3 separate regions of the Sus scrofa genome follow, and all the other regions are linked to region 1. The links are chromatin contacts, called in public Hi-C and promoter capture Hi-C maps. All regions are on one chromosome and are shown on one strand. Each heading gives the region's core, a stretch centred on a gene start, on an enhancer-like site or on the middle of the called end of the contact. The rest is flanking DNA. Distances are from core to core; before and after follow the strand shown. Region 1 holds the start of DNAJC1 (dnaJ homolog subfamily C member 1). Region 2 has its middle 89 kb from the start of SPAG6. Region 3 holds the start of BMI1 (BMI1 proto-oncogene, polycomb ring finger).

Region 1 (3,604 bases), core at 635-3,134:
GATGGTGGAGCCCATATTGTGGGATTATTGCCCTTATAAGAGGAGAGACTAGCTCTCTCTCTCCTCCTCCCCGACACGCCCCTTTGCAACCTAGAAGCGAGTCCTCAGAACTCCACTGTGCTGACCCTTTCCAGTTGCACTTCCCAGTCTCCAGAACTGTGAGAAATAAATGTCTGTGGTTTAAACCACACAGTCTATGGTATTTTGTTATAGCAGCCCAAGTTGACCAAGACACCTCTGCTTCTATATCTTTGAAAGTTAAGCCTTATGTTGAATTTAAAATGGGATGAGGAGTTCCTGTTGTGGCTCAGTGGGTTAAGGACCCACCTTTGTCTCTGTGAGGATGTGGGTTCAGTCCCTGCCCCCCCTCAGTGGGTTAAGGATCCGTAGTTGCCACAAGCTGTCACAGAGGCAGCTCAGATCTGGTGTTGCTGTGGTGTAGGCTGGCAGCTGCAGCTCTGATTCGACCCCTAGCCCAGAAACTTCCATATGCTGCAGGTGCACCCTTAAAAAGATAAAATGGGATGACTTCAAGTGTATATATTACTTTTAAGCAAGATACACTTGCATTCATTTATAACTATTTAAAAATACTTCTAGGGAGTTCCCTTCGTGGCTCAGTGGTTAACGAATCTGACTAGGAACCATGAGGTTGCAGGTTCGATCCCTGGCCTTGCTCAGTGGGTTAAGGATGTGGCATTGCTGTAATCTGTGGTGTACGTTGCAGACGAGGCTCGGATCCCACGTTGCTGTGGCTCTGGTGCAGGTCGGTGGCTACAGCTCCGATTAGACCCCTAGCCTGGGAACCTCCATATGCCGTCAGAAGCAGCCCTGGAAAAGTCAAAAAGACAAAAATAAATAAATAAAAATACATCTAAAACTGCAATAATAGAAGGATTTCTTCAGTAAGATTTACTTCCTGGATGCTGTTTTTGTAAACTTTGTCAAACATAATATATTCTTGCCATGAGAGCAAAAGTAGCTTTATCATTATCCCATGGAACTAAATTCAGCTGGTGGAATCTCAGAAGGGAAAAGCATAAGATCAAACTCAAAACTGGTCAAGCATCCTGAGTTATACAGCATTTTTTCCTTCCCTTCTGCTTCCTTATCAAGAGTAGGGAGTCAGAAAGGAGAAATGTGAGAAAGCTTTGAAGAAAATAAGATTGACATAAGAGAAAGCGATAGTCGTGGAAGAAAAAAAAAAAAAAACGACTTAAAAATAGAGTGGGAAGTGAGACACTGATGGGAAAGAGTGGGGGTTTTTAGCCTAATGTCTTTAAAAACAGACATCAGTTGGGAAAGGAACCCCAGTTGGAAAGCTGCTGAAATGGATACACTACACTTCCCTTAAGACTGTGTGACTTAATGACTTAGCCAGGTTTATTAATTTCTAATTAATTTCTATCAGGCTACCTGTTTTATGGTATTATGCCTGTAAACCTTAATTCATAATTAGAAGTTTACTTTTTGTCTTGGTTCAAATTTAATGTCTTCTTCACCTCTCTCAAGAGGATATTTTATTCTGTAGATCTGCCCCTTTTAGGCCCTGCGTTCAGTTCCTTCTCTTTGCAGATGGAATATTGAAATGTATGCAACAGAGGCTGTAATCAATTAATCAGTCCTCAAACGTGCTTTTAGTTTTGGTAGCGTAAGAAAGTAGCTGCTTCAAAGATACTTGGGATGTTCCAGGTAGATGTGCGATGTCCACAACTACCCACGTCTCTTAATCTGTGTCAATACACGTAGAACTTCTCCAGCGCGCCACGACGAGAGGCACTTCTCCAAGGCCCAGGTCTGGGGCACCGGCTTCCCTACTTCCGGCCCCGCCCCCTCTCCGGAGGTTGCTAGGAGACGTGATGTCACCGGAAGCGAGGCCTGGGATAGGCTGAGGCGAGGGGAAGCCTCTCCCCCGAGCAACCTCAGCTCCCGGCGCTGGCTTTCCAGCTGTCTGTAGGCCTGGGTGAAGGGTAAGGGTCCGCGAAGGGTGGAGCTGACCGCGGCCCCTCCCGCTCTCCCGCCGCTGTGTCCGTCCGCTCCCGCCGCCCCTGCCCTCCATCCAGGACCGGCCGTGGGGCGGGCGACTTCGCGGCGGCTGCCGGTGCTCCTAACTGAAAGGCACTGTTTCCACAGCCCGCGCTGTCCGCCACGTCCCCGGTCTCGGCCGACGGCGCTGCGCGGCGGGTGACCTCTCCGAGCCCGGCGCGATGACGGCTCCTTGCTCCCGGCTGGCCCGGCTTCCTCCGCGCCGCCGGCTCCGGCTCTTGCCGTTCCCGCCGCCGCTGCTGTTGCTGCTGCTGGCGGCCGCGGGCCCCGCGCGCGGCTGGGAGAGCGGAGACCTGGAGTTGTTTGACTTGGTGGAGGAGGTGCAGCTCAACTTCTACCAGTTCCTCGGGGTGCAGCAGGTAAGCGGGGCCACCCGCCCGCCCGAGGGCTGCGCGTTGGGACAGAAACCTGCCGGTCCCGGCGGAAAGGAGGGGGTGGGGCGGACTGTGACCCCGATTCCTCCGCGGGAGCCGGGCATGCGGGGCAAGACTTGGCCATCCCGGGTTCGGCTGCCGTCCTCAGTCCGACCCACCGGGGTCTCCTCGTAACCAGCCTCAGAGGGAATGGCCTGCCTTCCCCAATTCCTCACCGCCCGGCTCCCCTTCTCAAGTTCCGGTCTCAGTGACAGGCTGGAGGTGCCACCAGCCTGGGGTAGGGACCCTTCTCTTTTTCTCTGCCATTCTGGGGAGATTTTTGCGCCAAGCTTTGCTGGAGGAACAAGGAAGAGTGGCGTGGGTAAATCTTTTACTCTTTCCTTTCCTGCCGCGTGAATGTGGGAAAGAGTAGTCGTGTCTCTAAATTTTCATTTTCCCAATTGCACTTATCTGTCTTGTAGCAGCCTCCTTTCCTCTGCCTTTCCGGGAAGGTGGGAATGCATTTTGGTTGGTGTCTGGATGGCAGAAGTTGTTCGTTCTTGCCTAAGTTTGGAATCTATTTAGCCTGTTGGATAGGGTTTGTAGCACAGTTTAGAAATCTGGAGAAACTTGAAACCCCTGCGGTATTGGTCCTGGAATTCGTAGAAGGAGCTCTCGAGTGTTCCGGGACGGTGGAGGCACCTGGGGGGCTCCGGCAAGAGAAGCCCGACCAGTAGCGCAGGATCTTTGTCTTTTTCTTTTCCTTTCGTTTCGTTCTTTTTGGCTTGAGACTTTAACTGGTAACATCCGTTTGTTACTCTGCTTACACCCCGGGAGTGGTGAATGAGAGTGGATATTCCGTCTCTGAATCCTCCTGACAAGAAGATGCCTTTTCACTGATTGAACGAATATGGGGTGAAAGAGTTTCACATGAGCTGATTGAGCCCTGCATAAAATGCTTTGAATAGTTATGGGTGTGGGGGGGAGACAGACAAACTAAGGTTTACCAACAGTTGTCATTCGAGGCACACTTCACAGTATATTTCCCCCTTACAGTTTATCATAACTTTGTGTGAACTGTTGAGCTTAACACTAAACGGAACTTTACTTTTCAGTTAAATGTAGTTGAATATAAAACTGCTGTTGCCATGGCATCATGATTTTAACAAACTGCAATTTTGTAAGAGTTAAAGGGAGTTTAAGCA
Region 2 (3,604 bases), core at 646-3,145, 380 kb before region 1:
AGTTCCCCCCAAATGAAGGTTGAGTCGGGTCATTCCTTAGAGGAGTTGGCTGTTCTAATCCTCTGCACTCTCAAAGCACCTCGTTTTCATTTCCTTCAAAACCAACCCGTGATTTATGAATAAGCATCATGTGAGGACCATTTCTCTAAGGGCCAGGTAGCAGAAGGATTTAGCCGGCTAATATTCATATGAAACACACTTCCCAGATAGAGTCCAGCACAGAAAAATATCTATGTATAGCACATTAATGTCCATCTTGTAAGTCCCAAAGCCCCATGTCATGCTCATCAGACAGGCCACCTAAACTCCCAGACCAAGTTGAGCGTGTATCTGAGGGTCACAGAGGACTAGTTAAAAAGGACTTCTATTTTCCTCAGACTTTTTGGTGGGCTCATCTCAGAGAAATCAATCCCTAGAATGAAGGCGGAAAGCACCCTAGACATAAAAAGCTCATTTCTTTGATTATTCTTTGGAAAACCAAATAGCGATATCACTATCTCTTAGCTCTTCCTTAACAATCACTGTTGCCAAATCAAAAATCAGGTTTGAAAAGGTCAAGTTTCCTTGTTTCACGCGGTTTTCGGTTTGGTGTTTTTCTCAGAATGCCTTTAAATAATATGTTCCATGTGTGTTTTGTACTCACTGAGTTGGTAAATATTTACGAAGCCCCCAGTACCTGGCCAGGCACTGTGCTAGGCTCTAGAGAAACACAGGGACCAAACGACTCCCAGCTCTCAGAGGTTATGTGGGAGAGAGAAACTAAAAAACAAATACGTAAAATATGCAACATTATCAGGTGGTAAGAAACACTAGGAAGAGAGACAAAAGAGGAGCATGGCAGATCGGCGGTCACAAGCGCCAAGCCCAAGCCTGACTTCAGTGCCCACAAAAAATCTCCTTTGCTCTTTTCTGTCACTGTGGGCTGTTGTGTAACCAGACAATAGACGCCCGCTTAGCGGACTGGAAGCCCCTTTCTGAGACTCAATCGCCTTCCACTTTCTCTGATCAGGCAGTTTCACGGGATATTCATTAAAATCACAAAATAACGGGATCCCCAAATAACTTGAACCCCCAACAGCCCTCTCCTCAGCCCGCGTCAGGTGGGACTCAGCGAAAGGCATTTCGGGGCTGTGAGTCTGCGTGAGCATCGCCCACCGCCAGCTTCTCAGTCCACTTCCCTCTGAGAGAGGAAAAGAAGAGACGTTCTAAAAGGGCCCAAAGAGAACTCGGTCCTCAACAATTTTCACAATCGCTACCACAGTAAAGGAGATGGAGTCAGTTCAAGCGGAGGGCGGCCCTCTACGACTCAGACACCAAGACTCCAAACGGAAAGAAAACGTCGGGAGGGAAGGAGCAGGCTTTCCGGCTTTAATTGACATGGAAAACGTCGCCGGCGGAGCCCGCGGAGGGCGGCCCGGCGGCCATTCAGGAGGCGCCGTTTCGCAACAGCTCTTTTTCCGGAGACAAAGCCTCCTTGTCAGTCTCTCTGCTGCTGCTGCCGAAGCACCACGTTCGGAAGAAGAAAAATAGAGCCGCCGCTCCCGTCAGGCAGACAGACAATAGCTGCGGGCAGGCCGCTCCTCGCCGCAGGGCAGAGCCCCGGCATCTTTGTCTCCATCGCGTCCTTCAAGTCAGTCTCCGCGGGTTGCTGTGGCGAGGCGGCTGCGGAGGGGGAGAAAGAGACTCGGAACCACTCCTCTCGCTGGTTCCGATGCAGCGGCAAGGACGCGGCGGCCACGTCGGGCGGCGGCTGGAGAACGAAGGGCCCGCGCTCCCCTCACGCACGACTCCGCTCCTCAGTGGCGGGGGGGGGGGGGCCTGCGGGAAGTAGCGCCGTCCGCGCGCGGAGGGAAACGGCGGGCGGCGCGCGGTGAGACGCCCGGGCGCCGTGACGCGTCCGCGGAAACGAGCTCCCCCGCCCCCCGCCCGCGGCCCCGCCTCCGCTCCTGGCGGGAGCCCTGGGGCTGCCCCGCGCGGGGAGGCGGCCCTGGAGGCCCGCGGCGGTAGGAGCGGCCAGGATGCGGTGCGGGGGGCGACGGCTCCGGCCTCGCAGGCGTCCCGGCGGGGCCTCGGTTCCGGGCGGTTTGTCGTACACGGCCAGGCCCCACGTGTACCCCTAGCTGGACAGCAGGTGCCGCGGGGCGGGCTCCGGACTACGGCGTGCGCGGCGGCCCGACTGACCCAAGTCGGCCCGGAGTCCCCCCCTCCCCAAGCTCCCCTTCAGGCGCTCCGAGCATCAGGTCCGGTGTCGTGAAACTGGGTGGTTGTGAGGACTCCAAGTGAGCGAATGCAGGTAAAATGCACACGGAGTAAGTTCTCCAAAATAGAGCGAGGAGTGAAAAAGAACCCAGTGTTCATACATGCAGCAACATAGATGGATCTGAAAAAATGCTGGGGGCGGAGGTAGGCAAACACAAAAGACCTTAGTCTGTGTTCATCTGAAAATCTGGAAGAAGCAAAAGTGATGAAAGCAGTTGCCGGAGAGGGTGAAAAAAGCGAGAAGATGGAAGGCCAAGGAGCAGGAGGGAGGATTTGGGGGCGAAAGAACAATTCCATGCCTTGAATAGGAATGGTTGTTACAGGACATACTCAGCTACCAAAATTCAACGCTCTGTAGTCTTCAATGGGTGAATTTTATTATATGTGAATTACACCTCAAAAAATATTGTGGAAGAGAGAGTTAAGGTAGTGGGTAAGGGTGATAGAGGAACATAGAACAGACAGGTTGGTGGGAAATACACTTAAAAAATCTGAGAGCTAAATTGTATGCCATCTCTGAATTGAGTGGCTCCGCCTCCCATAAGAATCAGAGAACAGCCGCACTAGGAATAGATCAGGGCCTAGAAGGGTGCCCTGGACCAGACCTGGCTTATGCACCTCCCTGGTTCGGTCAGTCCCATCTCCGCGTGGTCTTAGCCTGTATGTAGCTCAAGGCAGAGGCCTAACCTCCACGTCCAGGGCTGCTTCTGTCCACAGCCTCCCGCAGGTGAGGATCAGATTTAGGCATGCCTACCCCACACCCAGCCTCTGATGGCTCCTCGCACCAGTCCCAGAGTCAGGTAGAAAACCTTGTTCTTGTCTCCCTAACAATTGCCTGGAAGATCAGGAGGCACACCCAGAAGAGTGGGGCATTGGAGCCCAATGTGGCCAGCATGCGCCAAAGTGAGCAAGCGAAGAAGAGAGCAAGAAATAGCAAGCTTTTAAACCCTTCTGTCCACAGGCAGCTGGTGGTGATGGTTCCCCGAAGCTTGCCTGGAAGCTGTCCTAGGGGACTGGGCAGTGGTCAGCTTTACTTTCTTGTGAAGTTGTTTTCAGCTCAGTGAAGCACCGCTTTCCATTTGCTTTCCTTTGCCTTTCCCCTCACCCTTGATGCCCTGGGATTGCACCTCCTAATAAAATCTTAGCACTTTAACTTGGCCTCAGGCTCTCCTTTCTAGGTAATCCTTGAGCAGCATTTGGGCCTTCAGTCTGTGCTTTACTGAAAATTTCACAGTCACAATAACAAAATTAAGATTACTTTTGGCTCTGGCATACTGTCCTGTTAGCCCTGAACTGCTACTTTAAAACACAACCAGTTGAGACCAAGTCTAAATACATAAATTTA
Region 3 (3,604 bases), core at 823-3,322, 270 kb before region 1:
GTTAACTTGACTTCTAGAGAGAATTTTACCTGTGGGGGCACTTAATGCTCATCCAAGAACTTGGTGGTAGAGTATTATTAATGGACTGACCAAGTACAACTAAATGCTCAATTTTCTTAAAGAAGCTTGTGTGTGTGTGTGTGTGTGTGTGTGTGTATACACACACATGCATATATAGCGACTTTTGTATAGCTTTAAAGATACTGTTACTAGGCATAAATTTACAAAGGTAGGTTATTTCAAACACCTTTGCACTTGGGGCAGATGTATGAGGATGAACTCAAGTATTAAAAAAATTAAAAATTTGCTCATAAAAATCAATCTCTAAGGGATTCTACTTAAATTAAAACTCAAATGTTAATACAGTCTCATAAGTTAGCATATGCTGTTAACAATTGGCATCCTAAGTTTCAAGACTTTAGTGTGGTTTATAATATGTTTCTGCAACATGAGAGTTAAGGTTCTTATAAAACATAGGTTGAACTACTCATAACATTCTAGACATCACCAACCTACACTTGGATTTGAATAAATATGCCTAGAATTTTGCCTACTTTAAAGGAAGGGGTTAATACATGCTCCTCTTTCAAATATTGAACCGTGACCACTAAGCCCACTAAATCCTTTTATTGCAATTGGGAATGATCAAAGTCTCTCTACTTGTTTACTTCCAATTATTAACTGTAAATCTCTGGGAAAAAGATCATGCTATATCGCTGTCAAACCCCAAAGACTGCGTAAACATATGCCATCAACTTTTTAGTGCTCATTTTCCAAAGCATCTCTTCACCACATGACCCATGCTGACATTTAGCAAAACCTATGAAACGTTGTGGACTTAAGTAATGGTTCTGGGTGCATCCCATACTAGAGGTTGAAAGAAAAACTATAGTCTTTGAGAGGGGGGAAAAAAAGAAAAAAGAAAGAAAGAGAGGAAACCTCTTGCAAGACTAACGTCCACTCACCATCATCACTCCAAAAAAAGCTCCAAATTTGAAATGCCCACTTCCCAGTGAGCACGTCCCAAGTAGTGTTTGGAGGACTTATCCGAGACTCCCAACAAATAACACCTTGAAAACTTTACCATTTTAAACACAAATGCAGGAGACCTAGGAAACAACTGGGAACCGCCATCTTACAAGCCATCTAATTTCACACAAGTGTCCCTCCAACTTAAGTTAATAACATTTTTGTTCGGGCTCTCTCCAGTCTAACATCCACCTTAGCGGGATCGCTGCCCCCCACGCAACCCGTCCCTATAAAATGGGGGCGTTCTCTGGCTGTTAAAACCCCTCCAAAGCCCTTTCTTCGGGAGAGGAGGGAAGCCACTTGACCCAAGCAGCTCCCGATTTCAGGCACCCGTCCCCGTTTCATCAAAATCTACCTCTCAACAAAGGGCGCCGTGGCCGGGAGAGCCGCAGAGGCTGCAAATAGAAGTGTTCTTCTCGGGGGCCATGTGCGTCGCGAGGGTGTAGAGGGGCGCTCGGGGGAGAAAGGAACTAAAACGTGGGGCCGCGCGCGGCGCGTCCGGGCTGGAGCGGGCGGCGGCTGGAGCGGCGCCGAGGCCGGCTGGCGGCGGCGGCGCGGCGCGGGCTGCGGGTCGGTCCCGGCGCCGCGGGAGTCGGCGGGCGGCGGCGGGCGCGCGCTCGCGGGCGCGGGCGGCGCGCGGGGCCGGCGGGCGGCGGCGCGGGGCTCGGCGCCCACGCTGTCAGCGCCCTCCCGGCCGGCGCGGGCGAGACGCGGGGGGGCCGCTCCCGGTCCACCCGCGGCCGGCCCGAGCCCCGCACGGCCCCCGCCGCCCCCAGGCCCCGTCCCGGAGGCGCCTAGCCTCCTACGTACCCGGAAAAAGCAGCCGGCGAGAGACGATCGAAGCGGGCGGAAAAGACAATGAAAGTTAAAAGTCGTTCAGCAGAAAATGAATGTGAGCCAAGCGGCCATCTTGAAGCGAGCTGCAGACGCCGCTGTCAATGGGCAACGAGCGCAGCCGAGAGGAGCGGCGGCCGCCGCGCTCGGCTCATGCTGCCTCCCGAGCCCGGCCTCCTCCTCCTCCTCCTCCGCCTCGGCCTCCTCCTCCTCCGCGGCCTCCTCCTCCTCCTCCTCCTCGGCCTCCAACGCCTCCTCCTCCTGGGCCTCCTCCTCCTCCTCCTCGGCCGCCGCCGCCTCCTCCCGCTCCTCACTCGGGGGAGGGAGCGCGCGGAGGGGGCGCGATCAGTATTATTCTGCGGGGCTGGGAGGTGTTTCTAATCCGGATCGGGGCTCCCTCACCACCATCCCCATTGTCTCGCCCCGATCTCTGCCTTTAATACTACGATTATTATTTCATAGTTGCCGTGGGGGGAGGAGGGCGGGTGGGGGGGCGCCGTGTGTGTGCGTGCGGAGCGGCGGGGGGGAGGGGAGGAAGGATGAGGAGGGGGGAGGGGATGGTGGAAAAAAAAAAAAGCACTGCTGAAGGCAGAGTGGAAACTGACACCGGCTCCAAAATGGCTCAGAGTCCGCCCGCCCCCTCCCCCCGCCGCCCCCCCTCCGGGTCACGTGCTCCCCTCATTCCTTAAGGGCGGCCTGGGAATTAGTGTCGGTGTAGTCGGGCCCGCGGCCGCCCCCTCCCCTCGGAGCAGCGCTACCCGGCCCCCTCCCCCTCGCTCGGCGCGGCGGCGCTGGCTGCGGAGACATTTCTCCACAGCGCCACCCGCGCCACCCAGCTCTCGGCGCGGGCATCGCTCCGGCCCCGCACGCAGCTCAGCCCACCCCACCCCCCGTTATTTCTTTCTTTCGCCGCCCGCCTCCGCCCGCGGCGCACACGTCCCCGGGCTCCCGCCGAGCCGCCGCCCCCCGCCTGGCCCCACCGGCCCCACGGGCTGCGGCCCAGAATCCGGCGGCGCGGAACCTGCGCCTGAGTTGGGCTCGCGGAAACAACAGCGCCCGCCCCAGTCTTCCCGCGGCCGCGCCGGCCCCCTTCCCCGCCCGCCAGTGGCCGAGGCGGGGCGCGCGCGGGCAGCCGCTCGCTCCGGGCAGGGGCTCGGCGCGGGACCGGCCGGGTCGGGCCTCCGGAGCTCCGCGTGCGAGGGTCGGGCTTCGGGCGAACCCTCGGGCGCAGGTAACGGGATCGGCCGGCTCCCGCCGCGGGGCGACCGCGCCTGCTCCCCACGTCCCGAAGCTGGGGTCTTGAAGCAAAGCCGCCCCCGGAGATCGCATCCTTTCCCACTGTGTTTAACTTAGATCCTGAGAAAAGGCGATCGTTAAAAGTTAACGCCAGTCGTGTCTATGTCCTCAGAGTAATAATTAACAAACTCAAATCCAAACTCTCACCACTCTTTTTGTGGGAACAACTTATTTATTCAAAATGTAATACTGTCTGCTTCCTCTTGTAAGACTTGAAAAAATCAAGTGGGATCAATGTACGAATAATACTAAAGACGATTCATATACTTAGGCAGAATGTCCCTCTCAACCCTTTCACACATGTAAAAAAAAAAGTAGTGTCAAAATTGTTGAGTGACAGAAATCAAAAAGAAAAAATTTATTCTCTTGAAAAGGAATACATCCAGCTCGCACAAATGGTGGTTCGGCGGATGGCAAGGCGTTCCTGGTCTTTCTCTAGACCCGG

Evidence for each region. Promoter capture Hi-C pulls out the DNA fragments that hold promoters and counts their contacts. Hi-C and Micro-C count contacts between places; a contact is called where the count stands out from the background.
Region 2: a contact with region 1 is called in a promoter capture Hi-C map of fetal liver, with 3 times the contacts expected there. The contact joins the enhancer-like site here to the promoter of DNAJC1 in region 1. A contact is called at or near these places in 2 of 5 promoter capture datasets (fetal liver and liver), 4 of 47 Hi-C or Micro-C datasets (brain, embryonic fibroblasts, heart right ventricle and 1 more) and 2 of 2 datasets of contacts at active chromatin or transcription factors (alveolar macrophages and skeletal muscle).
Region 3: a contact with region 1 is called in a Hi-C map of alveolar macrophages, with 2.5 times the contacts expected there. The contact joins the promoter of BMI1 here to the promoter of DNAJC1 in region 1. A contact is called at or near these places in 3 of 5 promoter capture datasets (fetal liver, fetal skeletal muscle and liver), 11 of 47 Hi-C or Micro-C datasets (alveolar macrophages, brain, embryonic fibroblasts and 7 more) and 2 of 2 datasets of contacts at active chromatin or transcription factors (alveolar macrophages and skeletal muscle).

The regions. Positions count from the first base shown.
Region 1 is chr10:52,860,929-52,864,532 of Sscrofa11.1, forward strand. It overlaps DNAJC1 (dnaJ homolog subfamily C member 1), which reads left to right and starts at 1,885. Exons shown (of 12, transcript XM_005668160.2): 1 at 1,885-2,405. The coding sequence starts at 2,208.
Region 2 is chr10:52,481,401-52,485,004 of Sscrofa11.1, forward strand. No RefSeq gene overlaps it. Among named protein-coding and RNA genes, the nearest start is that of SPAG6, 89 kb to the right of the region's middle. Within about 2 kb of position 1,896, at least 57 of the 83 cell types and tissues checked have an H3K27ac peak or open chromatin away from gene starts, as enhancers often do. A contact at or near this core is called in brain, embryonic fibroblasts, fetal liver and 1 more, where this site is marked.
Region 3 is chr10:52,594,082-52,597,685 of Sscrofa11.1, forward strand. BMI1 (BMI1 proto-oncogene, polycomb ring finger) reads right to left here and starts at 2,073. Exons shown (of 10, transcript NM_001285971.1): 1 at 1,840-2,073. It overlaps COMMD3 (COMM domain-containing protein 3), which reads right to left. Exons shown (of 8, transcript XM_005668159.3): 8 at 3,310-3,604.